Regions from separate parts of the Zea mays genome. Here region 1 is linked to region 2. Evidence: chromatin contacts called from public Hi-C data. All regions are on one chromosome and are shown on one strand. The core of a region is the stretch at or near the end of the contact, and the rest is flanking DNA. Distances in the headings are between cores, read along the strand shown. Region 1 holds the start of LOC542061 (barley mlo defense gene homolog 2). Region 2 holds the start of LOC103637601 (RING-H2 finger protein ATL80).

Evidence for each region. A called contact is a pair of places that touch in the nucleus more often than the background predicts.
Region 1: a Hi-C map of leaf shows a contact between it and region 2, with 2.7 times the contacts expected there. The contact joins the promoter of LOC542061 here to the promoter of LOC103637601 in region 2. A contact is called at or near these places in 4 of 25 Hi-C or Micro-C datasets (bundle sheath, ear, leaf and 1 more).

Annotation. Positions count from the first base shown.
Region 1 is chr1:85,440,990-85,446,740 of Zm-B73-REFERENCE-NAM-5.0, reverse strand. It overlaps LOC542061 (barley mlo defense gene homolog 2), which reads left to right and starts at 1,822. Exons shown (of 15, transcript NM_001111698.1): 1 at 1,822-2,069; 2 at 2,272-2,329; 3 at 2,444-2,640; 4 at 2,811-2,927; 5 at 3,024-3,084; 6 at 3,275-3,363; 7 at 3,969-4,043; 8 at 4,112-4,200; 9 at 4,543-4,592; 10 at 5,287-5,327; 11 at 5,417-5,590. The coding sequence starts at 1,950.
Region 2 is chr1:85,313,819-85,319,100 of Zm-B73-REFERENCE-NAM-5.0, reverse strand. LOC103637601 (RING-H2 finger protein ATL80) reads left to right here and starts at 3,347. Exons shown (of 1, transcript XM_020546420.3): 1 at 3,347-5,105. The coding sequence starts at 3,676. The coding sequence ends at 4,452.

The DNA.
Region 1 (5,751 bases), core at 573-3,072, 130 kb before region 2:
CTTATAGTTAGTAGTTAGTTATTATTGGTAAATATTTATTAGTTGGCAAGTAGTTAGTTATTATTGGTAAATCGTTAATAGTGGGTAAATCATTAGTAGTTAGTAGTTTATTATTATTGGTAAATTGTTACTCCACCGCGTGGTGGTAGTTTGTAGTTAGGTATTAGTTAGTTATTATCTTGTATTAGTTAACAATTATTTATTAGGTACTAGTTAGTCATAGTGGATGGGGTTATGCACTAACCATCACAATTGGTTATTCAACGTTGAATTCGTATTTCAAATAGATGGACAATTTTTTGGGCATATACCTTAGAGTCATAGTGGAACAAGATCATTATGGAAATGCTGAGTTCGTTGACATACAACGTGTGGCTGTTATATTCGATGATAAACCCTCCTTTAGTGAGGTGGTTGCTAAGGCTAAGGAGAAGATCGGTTGGCATGAAGCTGACGACATCGTCGTTGATGAGGGTGCTAAACGTAGGTCCTCCAACAAATGTGCAAAGACTTATCGTCCCAATTGAGTGTCAGCGAGGGTGGGATAATTATGTTAAATCAGCTATGAAGACCAAAAAACAAGTCATGGAGGTGGTGGTGCGACGTTTGTTAGTTGCCTCTCGCCCTGAAAATGAAAACTATGATCGTGGTGTCGAGGTTGTGCTAACCGTGCATGATGCTCAATCTGCCCCCAATATGATCCCATTAAATGGGTCTACAAATGATTGTGGCACCAACTCGAATGGCAAAACAGTATATTCACCAACACACTCACCTGAATAGTGTCCAAGGAATTCATGTTCTAGTGGTTGTGGTGTCGTCATATCGCAAAAGTACTGCATACTTCTGTTTATATTCATCCTCCTCCAAGTGATCCAGTTCATTGTAGGAATGTACAACATCTAGTAGATATATATATTAACATCTAGTAGATATATATATTACCGTATATGTACTATAATGGAGCATCGACGTATGTTGAAATAAACATGGACATCTGTATCCGCGGCTGTCTCGCGGATGCCGACTGAAAAAAATCTACATCACCAAACAGATCGACCCGTGGGCCTGTGGCTCTACATAATTATTTACTATACCTCTCAAATAGATTAACTAACACACCATCTAATTATTTACTATACCTCTCAAATAGATATTAATTGTTAGCTGCTCTAACCTAAATAAAACCAGCTAATAACTTATTAGTTAACTAACAATTAGTTCTAGAGGTTTAAAATAATATGACCTAATAAACATGTTGCCTTTATAATTCTTACACATTTAGAGCCAAAATAAGACTTCTTTTTGGAAAAGAAATATCATGGTATTTGGAACTCGATTAAGTATTCGAAGGAATCTAATGAAAATAATATCTTACACTAAAAAATCAGTTTTCGTTTAAGGTACTTCCTAACTATGACTTTTTTATCTAGCACCAAACTAAAAATTTTCTTATTGCAACGTGTCCACCTAAATGAAAGCCATACGTACGCCTGGTTTTTGATTAGTTATTTTTTAGTGATAAATAAAAGTGCAGGTGTAAATGATAACTTCGTTCGGCTTATTCTCTTGTTAAAATGTTTGTCTATCGGTGAGGGTCCTGATTAATACAGTATTTGAAAAACAATTCAGGGCCCAGTTTGAAGCAATATGAAAATGGCGAGGAAAATCACCCGCCGCAGAACACGGTTCTTTTTCTGTCGGAGCTCCTTGCCATTTGAACCCAGCTGGGACAGCTGCTCTACTTTAAAATGGACGCGCACCTCCACCTGGGTCTGTCTGCGCAGGGAGCCAGGGACGCGGACGCGGCGGCACCGGCAAGCGGCAAGCAATTGTCTCATCTGCTCCACTCCATCTCCATTTAACGCACTCTCCACTCCTTCGCGGCGGGGGTTTAGGCGCACGGCGGCAGGCCAATTAACGCCGCTGCGGCGAGCACCGGGGGGGAAATGGGCGGCGACGGCACGAGGGCGCTGGACCAGACGCCGACGTGGGCCGTGGCCGCCGTCTGCGCTGTCATCGTCGCGGCGTCCATACTCCTCGAGGGCTTCCTCCACCACCTCGGTCAGGTTCGCCGGCTCGAATCGTCCCCTTCCACCACCAATCCTTCTCTCCAAGTACTCCAATGACATTTTTCGATCTTTCAGCTTGGTTTGTTTTCCGTTCTTGAATCGTCTGGCCCGACTCTGCCTTGAGCCTTTGAAATACTCAACTGATGTGCGTTTTCTGACTTGTTTTCCTGGGTGCTGCTGCTCTGCGCGTCTGCCCCAGTTGCTCAACAAGAAGCGGAAGAAGGCGCTGTTTGACGCTCTGGAGAAGGTTAAATCGGGTAAAAGATTGAGCTGCATTTCTTTTCTACTGCGGAACTTCAGTTCAGTCACTGCTGTCGTTCGCAGGCGAAGTCGAATTTGACGCGTTTTTTTTTCGAGTTCCGTGTTCACAGAGCTGATGACTCTGGGGTTCATATCGCTGCTGCTGACCGTGACGGGAAGGTACATCGCGCGCATCTGCATCCCGGAGGGAGCCGCAAACACCATGCTGCCCTGCCGCCTGTCCGGTCACTCGGTGGCGGAAGAGCCCAAGGGCCATGGCCGACGGCACCTATCTGAAGATCCAACCAACCTTTTTTCCTGCCGCAAAGTGAGTGACTAAGGTGCACTTGTAGTTTAGCGCCGTTCCACCTGTATGTATTGTAAGGATAAACAGATAGTCCAGTGTCTTGTTGTCCGGATTTGACTTCATGTGAGGGGAGACGCCAGGCAAGTCTAGATTGTGCTGTTCATCTGTGCTAATCCAAGTGACGGTGGCAGGGCATGGTGTCGCTTGTTTCAGCCGACGGCATGCATCAGCTGCACATTTTCGTGTTCTTCTTGGCCGTCTTCCATGTTACCTTCAGTTTCTTCACAATGTCCTTGGGTAGAGCAAAGGTATGGTTGCTCCTCGCTTTGTGCTGGTTTTCTTATCTCAAAGCACTCATGGACAAAGGCTGCAAGCTTGCATTAATTCCGAATAATTCTTTGCAGACTCGTATATGGAAGGTGTGGGAAAAGGAAACTTGCTCCCCTCAGTATAATTATTTAAATGGTACTTTATATTTTGATGATTGGCTACTTTTCTTAGTACGCTTTTATGCAAAAAAAAAAGAAGTATAACATACAATTGTTAAAACCATTAAGTTTATGCATAGTTAGTTTGATATTTATTTGTTTACTATCAAGCTGCTTTGGTTTCTCCACTAATTTGCAAATTTATGTCATATATTTAACTTATGCAGACCCCTCAAAGTTCAGGCTTACGCACCAAACATCTTTTGTGAGGCAACATGCAAGTTGTTGGAGCAAAAGCACAATCACGCTCTATTTTGTGAGTCATTTCATGGCTCCTTTCTGTGGCTACAATAAGTTTCATAGACTATGTAATACTTTCTTCTCAGTTAACACTTAACATCCACAAAATACTTTGTATAAATGTACTAAATATTGAATATGAAGAGTTTGTAGTCTACACTTGGTGTCTTGAACATACTTTATCTGTCCCAAAATAAGTGTACTTCTAGAGTTTAGGTGAAGAGATCAATGTTAGTGAGAAATTACATATGTACCTCTATAAAAATGTAACCGTTGCATTTTAGGATGAGAGAAAGTAAAAAAAAGAGTTAGGTGGTCCAATTCCTAGATGTACACTTGTTTTGGTACAAAATTTGAATTATAGAAGTGCACTTATTATGGGACAGAGGATATATTGTTTATTTCATCTATAAATTAGTGAACAAGGGAGTAAGGGACCCAAAAGGTCTCCAGAATTTCACAGCAAAAAATGAGTAATAAAATGATTATCAACCAGTGATATAGTGACTGAACTAAACTTTAATGCTTTTTCGAATGATCTTCTGTCACATGGAATCTATAAATGAAGCTACTGACTTCGGGGCCCATTGTTGTATGGTTACACTTGATATAAAACTGTAGGTGAGCTTCTTTAGGCAGTTCTTCAGATCCGTCCGTAAGACAGACTACTTTACTTTGCGACATGGATTCATTTCAGTAAGTAATTTGAGATTCACGAGTAAGCTCCTGCTATCAGTTTAGGTTGCTGAAAAATCATTTTACAGGCTCATTTATCTCCGGGGACTAGGTTCAATTTTCGAAAGTACATTAAAAGGTCCTTGGAGGATGATTTCAAGACAGTTGTTGGCATTAGGTAAGAAATGTTGATAATTTACTTTGTAGTTATATATGCATGTTATATACTTTTAAAATGTAGTCCATCAAAATTAGAAAACCCAGTCGTTTCTAATTGTCTTACTCGCTAGATAGATGAGTATACTAATCACAAATATGCTTCTGTCTAAGAAGTTGATCGGTATAGTTTCTTAATTCATGTAGTTTTGATTTGAATACCTAGCTTTTTTTTGGAAAATGAATATGTGGTTATAACAGTTAGTTTCGTTACTCAAGTAATGTTATGCTTATTTCGTTATTGTTTCTTGTTTCATCTTCCTAATAATCAGTTACTCATTTGTGTCATCAATTAATTTATCAGTCCACCACTATGGGCTTCTGCTTTGGCTGTCATGCTGTTCAATGTTCATGGTGAGTTATCTTATCTTATTTTCTGATCACCATCTTCCAGAAAATTACTATGAACATTCTCATGTCAAACTGAACTATCAGGTCACACAGAAATTAGAGCTTACACTCCAAATGTCTAGCATTTAGTTATCACTTGCTCCCTCCGTCCCAAAATAGTTGTAGTTATACAATTCAATTTTTGTCCTAGAATAGTTATTGTTGGAATTTAATATGGGGTATCAAAGCTAGAGGTCATGAGGTTGAATCCTGGTTAGCGTAATTAAAATAAAATAATTGTTGCTCGCTCATATTCCACATCTGAGACCCAAGAGATGCTCGACGTGAGGGAGAGTTTTTGGAATAATATAAGTGAATTACCCATCTCTTTCAATCAACTTAAACTTTTAGGTTGAATTAATTGGTGTATGCAACTTAATAGTTTTCATTTTCACTTCCCATTAGACTTTTTCTCTTCTTTCAATACACATTTTTCCTTTTTCCAACATTTGTCTCTATTTCTCTAGATCTCTCTTGTTTTCTGTGCACCACACCTTTTTTACTTCTAAATTATCGTGTCAAACTTAAAACATCAATTATTTTGGGACGGAGGGAGTATGCGAGTATGTGTGATTTGACAGGATACAGCTTCTAGGGCACAGGGGTGCTTTGCAGAAACGGTACTAATTTCTTTTGATTTGGATTTTGCGTTGTCCAGGATGGCACAACTTATTCTGGTTCTCTGCAATTCCCCTTGTAGTAAGTGCTTTCAGTGTTTGTTTCTTATCCCTTTTTGGGTAAAGGTTTTGTTTGGTTGGGGACGGCTAACAGTGCTTTCCTATGTGTAGGTTATTCTAGCAGTTGGAACAAAGCTGCAGGCTATAATTGCTATGATGGCTATTGAAATTGCAGAGAGGCATACAGTTATCCAAGGCATGCCGGTGGTAAAACTAAGTGATGATCATTTCTGGTTCGGGAAGCCTCGTTTGGTTCTCCACCTCATTCATTTCGCATCATTTCAGGTCAGTAAAGGCCCAGAAAGGTACTTTGAAAGAAGCATGCTAAGGTCCCGTTTGGTTTGAGGGACTAAAGATTAGTCCCTCCATTTTAGTCCCATTTAGTTACTAAATTGTCAAACGGTAGGACTAAAACAGGGACTAAACTGCTTTAGTCCCTAGTCCTA
Region 2 (5,282 bases), core at 2,098-4,597:
ACGTATTTAGACAACAATTGATCGAAAGTCGGGCCAGGCTTGATCAGCCGACCAGCTGCTTTAAATGTATTTGTTTTCCACGTACCTATCTCGGGTCGTCGTGGTTTGAAGGTACGTGGTTGCTGCGGGTCCTGAGCACGGCCGGACCATCCGCTGGAGTTCGCCGGACCGTCCGGAGAAGCGTCGGACCGTCCGCGTCTGGATGGCGGACCGTCCGCGATGCGCAGAATGGGTTCTTGCGCCTGTCTCCCTGTCTGTGTTTGCCCCCCAACGCCAGAGGCTGTGATGGTCACCTTCAAGGTCTCCCCTCCATCAGGAGTCTTCTCGGCCACCACTTTTCTGCAAGAAGTTTTATGATTCCCACCGGCCTCTCTTGCATCGCCAATGACTATTTCTTTGCCTTTGCCTTCATCGGCTGTGTTTGGCCGAGTCAGGACTTTCTTGCCCTTAAAGTCGATCATGTTCATTGGAAAGGGCTCCGTGTCCACCTGCATTTCCTGAAATTTCAATCGTCCTTCGTTAATGGCCGATTGAATCTGTCGACGGAATACATTACAATCATTAGTGGCATGAGAAAACGAGTTATGCCACTTGCAATATGCACGACGTTTTAGCTCGTCGGCGGATGGAACAGTGTGATTTATTTTAATGTTGCCATTTTTAAGTAATTCATCAAATATTCTATCACACTTACCAACATTAAATGTAAACTTAACCTCCTCTTGCCGTTTCTTTTGAACCGGCTGTAAGGAGGCACAAGCCGAAGATTTGGCCTGCTTTGGCCAAACCATTTCAGCAGCATACACTTCTGTTGATTCGTCTTCTGAGCTACTTTGGTCGCATTCTACTACATGCACGTTGTGACGAATTGCTTTAGCAGTTTCTTTGCTTCGGCTTTCACAAGCCAAAGCTCTCTGGTGTAATTGTGCTAGTGTAAAGAATTGAATGCCTTCTAATCTTTCTTTTAAATAATATCGCAGACCATTAAAGGCTAATCCTACTAGCTGTTTCTCTGCTAAATGAATTTGAAAGCATCGGTTTCTTGTATCTCGGAATCTCCGGATGTAATCATTAACCGATTCATCTTTTGTTTGTCGCAACGACACTAAATCTACCAAATCCAACTCATAATCACCGGAGAAAAAATGATCATGAAATTTTTGTTCTAGATCCCCCCATGATGAAATGGAATTAGGAGGTAAAGTGGCATACCATGCAAACGCGGTTCCTGTTAGCGATAATGAAAATAAACGTACGCGAAATGCCTCTGTGTCGGCCAATTCTCCCAATTGTGCTAAGAACTGGCCTATATGTTCGCGTGTGTTTTTCCCTTGATCACCCGAAAACTTTGCGAATTCGGGTATCCTGGTTCCCTGTGGGTATGGGTGGTGATCAAATCGGCTGTCATAAGGTTTCCGATATGATTGCCCCCCAGGGACCATGCTTACTCCGAGCTTATCTCGAAACGCCCCAGCTATTTCTTCCCTTACTATATCAATGGCAGCCGGTGCGAGACCACCGGCTCTCTGGTCAAACATAGGTGGGGTTGGCTGGATATTAGCATGCTGTCTTTCCCCCCATTGGTTCGAGTTACGTGGTGCATTTTCATTTGCCCTATATGGGTCATAGGTTTGATCGTTTCTTTCCGGCCTCCTGGGTGGGGCCGGAAAGCTTTCCTGGGCTCTGGATCTTGAATTAATGGGTTGATGCATTGTATAGTGCGATGGGAAGTGCTGCTGGGACGGGTGAGGATTCCGGTAACAATCCTCCTCAAAAAGGTCATGTGCGGACTGTCCGGACATTGACCCGGACCGTCCGTGATTATGTGCGGACCGTCCGTTGTTGTACGCGGACGGTCCGACTGGGTAGTTTAGGTTCTGTGCCGTGTGTGGTGGCTCGGGCGCATATCTAGGTAACTCATTAAAAATAGGCCCCACTGTTGCTGGCCCGGACGGTCCGCGCTCACGTGCGGACGGTCCGGGCATGTGCAGATCGGCTGGTTTGCTGCCGATTTGCGGTTGATTAGGGTATGTGTCCATCGGCATCCCATAAAGGGGTTGTGACTGGTCGTGACAACCTGTAGCCGATGTGTTACATGCGTTATCTCCTAACTCAACCTCGTGCGAAGGAAAATTTGCGGTACTAGATTTATCAAATGCACGTACTAGTCTCTTAAAATCGCTTTGCATACCCCCTATGATGTTATGCATTTGTTCACGCTGATCTTCTACATAATTTTTAAGAGATTGCAGATCGTTGGTATTACTTACATTGGGGATATCTGGCGTGGGTTGGAGCGAAGCCGGATCCGTCGCCCGATGTCGGACGACCTTGTTGTTCCTGTCCACTTTGAAGTTGGTCAAGAACTTTGCTTTCGCCTCCTGGATCATCCGCTCCTTGTGCTCCTCGAACTGGAGCTGCTCGTCAGCCGGCAAGGTTTCCCAAGTCGGCTCTATGATGTTGCTTGGAGAAATATCAGAGCTATCCCTTGAACCGGCCATTGAGGGCCGATTTGATGAGCTTAGATATGTTTTCCCCAGCGGAGTCGCCAAAAGTATGTTGACGCCTTTTCGGAGCGCCAAACACTCAACAAGAACCGTGGCGGTGCCCTCTGCACAGGGGCGGACGGTCCGCGCGCAGGGGCCGGACGGTCCGCGGCCTGGTGCGAGGCGCGGTGGTGCTCTCTGCGCAAGGGCGGACTGTCCGCGGCCTGGGGCCGGACGGTCCGCGGCCTGGTGCGCTGCTGGGACTTCTGCCTGACGGCCGGACGGTCCGCGCCCTGGGGCCGGACGGTCCGCACGTACGCAGGGACGGCGGAAAATCGCCGACGGCGCCTGGATCTCGCTCCCGGGAGGGACCCCGTCGGGGAGTAGAGATCCTAGGTGGTGTCTAGGCTCGGGCAGGCCGACCTAGACTCCTCTAATCGACGTAGAGTCGAGGAGAGACGGAGAATTTGGGGATCGAGTGGCTAAACCTAAACTAGACTAGAACTACTCCTAGGATAAAATGCGAGTAAAAGTTGTATTGATTCGATTGATGATGATTACAAATCGGCCGTAGACCTCTCTATTTATAGAGGAGGGGGGCTGGACCCTTTACACAACTGATTCCGAGCTAATCCCGCGAATATAGCTAACAACCGTAGCACAAAACTCGGAACCCTAATCTGTTCTGCGCACGCGCGGACCGTCCGGCCCACAGGCGCGGACCGTCCGGACCGCGGACCGTCCGGCCTCAGTCCGCCGCTCAATTTTGGTTCGAACACCTTTCTCCTAGTATTAGGTGTTAAAGTTCTTGTATTAAGTGCATATTTGCACCACGGACCTTGTTATGCCAGCATGATAGAGGCGCAGAGCCAACCGATGCAAAGTGTTGCTAGGAGTCTAGGACCAATAATGTAGTTGGATTGTTTTCACCTCCAAGAGCTAGTGTATATTGTAGGAAGCTTGCAATGCGGGGAACACGAAGGGCATAGTCGTCAATTGCGCCCTTCCGAGTTTCGCCACAGCTCAGGCAGTCCGGCAGTCCTCCCACTCCCTACACGAGGACGCTTGCCCTCTCCGTCATTAACCATCCCAACCCCCCAAGACCGGGACCTCCCTTTCCGTCCTCTCGCCGCTCCACTTTTTTAACGTAGACGCCCCACCACCCACCGGCGCGCGACCGACGCCGGCGATGCTCCGGCTGTCGTACTCGCGGCGCCTCCTCCAGAGCAGCAGCGACAGCGGCGGCGCCATCCCCGACCCGAACCCCAAACGCATCCCGGGCATCCCGCCCGCCGACCCGCCCGCGGCCGTCAACTCCGATGTGGTGGTGATCCTCGCCGCGCTGCTCTGCGCGCTGATCTGCGTCGTGGGGCTCGCCGCCGTCGCCCGCTGCGCCCGATCCCGGCGCAACAGGGGCGCTGGCGCGGGGGGCGACGGCGCCCCGGCTTCCCCCTCGAGCGACGGCGGCAGCGGGCACCGCCACCACGCGCACCACCAGGCCACCGGCGCGAGCGCGGCCGCCACGACCACGACCGCGACCGCGAGCGCGGCCGCCGCCAGCAAGGGGCTGAAGAAGAAGGCGCTGAAGGCGCTTCCGAGGCTGGCGTACGCGGACGCGGTGGCGGCGGCCGCGGCGGCCCGGGGCGCGGCGCCGGCGGCGGAGGGCGAGGAGGAGCAGGAGCTGCTGGCGGAGTGCGCCATCTGCCTGGCGGAGTTCGGCGAGCGGGAGGAGGTGCGCGTGATGCCGCAGTGCGGGCACGGGTTCCATGTCGCGTGCGTCGACACCTGGCTGCGCTCCAACTCGTCCTGCCCGTCCTGCCGCCGCCCCATCGTCCTGGACGACCCGGCGCCGCCCAAGCGGTGCCGCAAGTGCGAGGCCGTCGTCCTGGAGGCCGTCCTCGCCGCCTCCTCGTCCTCCTCCGCCGCCGCCAGCGGAGGCCGCGGCGGTGGCGGGTTCTTGCCGTAGCGTCAGCAGTGGTTGGCCGGTTGTTTGTCTGACGGGTGGGGGCCAGGCCGGGTCCTTGGTTGTTGAGCTGCCCCCATCAGCCCGTGCCTACATGTCACTGGTACAGCGAAGATCCCCTCTAAAGCAATGAAAACGAAAATAACTAGAAAGAAATGCGATTCTTTTTGTACAACCTTTTGGAGTTCGCAGCTTGGGCTCGTGGGGAACTTGCAACTGGTATTGTACATGAAAATTGTAAATTGGGGGTAAAAATCTACTACTTCACAAATATATGACATCATTAATTATTTTTGAAAACTTTGACCACTTGTTTTATTCAAAATGTAAAATTTTAGGTGTAGTACAAACTACCTTAATCGATAAAACAAAATAAAAAAAAATTAAATGATAACTTATTATTTTTTAATTAAGTGGTTAAAGTTTTTTTAAAAAATTAACGGTGTCGTATATTTATGAACGCGAGAGTATTTGTTTTTATATATACTAGTGGCACTGTAGTTTCTAGGGAAAGTCCACTCTGTAGTCTATGAAATAGAGAGGATTTATTTTATTTTTTAAGAAATATGAGTTACTCTCATCAGTAGACTAGGGTGTGCTTTGGCATTATATTTCTGTGATGTTTACAGCTTGGAAGCGGACAGGCCGTTGGATCATCTTCTAGCAAGGTGCCAATGTGATGGGGTCTGTTTAGGGGAGGTGATGGATTACGATCTAAATGTTTATTCACGATTCATTTTGGTTTTTAATTAATTTTGTTCAAACATAAATGAAAATAGAGTCTGATCTTAGTATGATTCATCTTTAAATTTTCAGTGTAAAATTTCATTAGG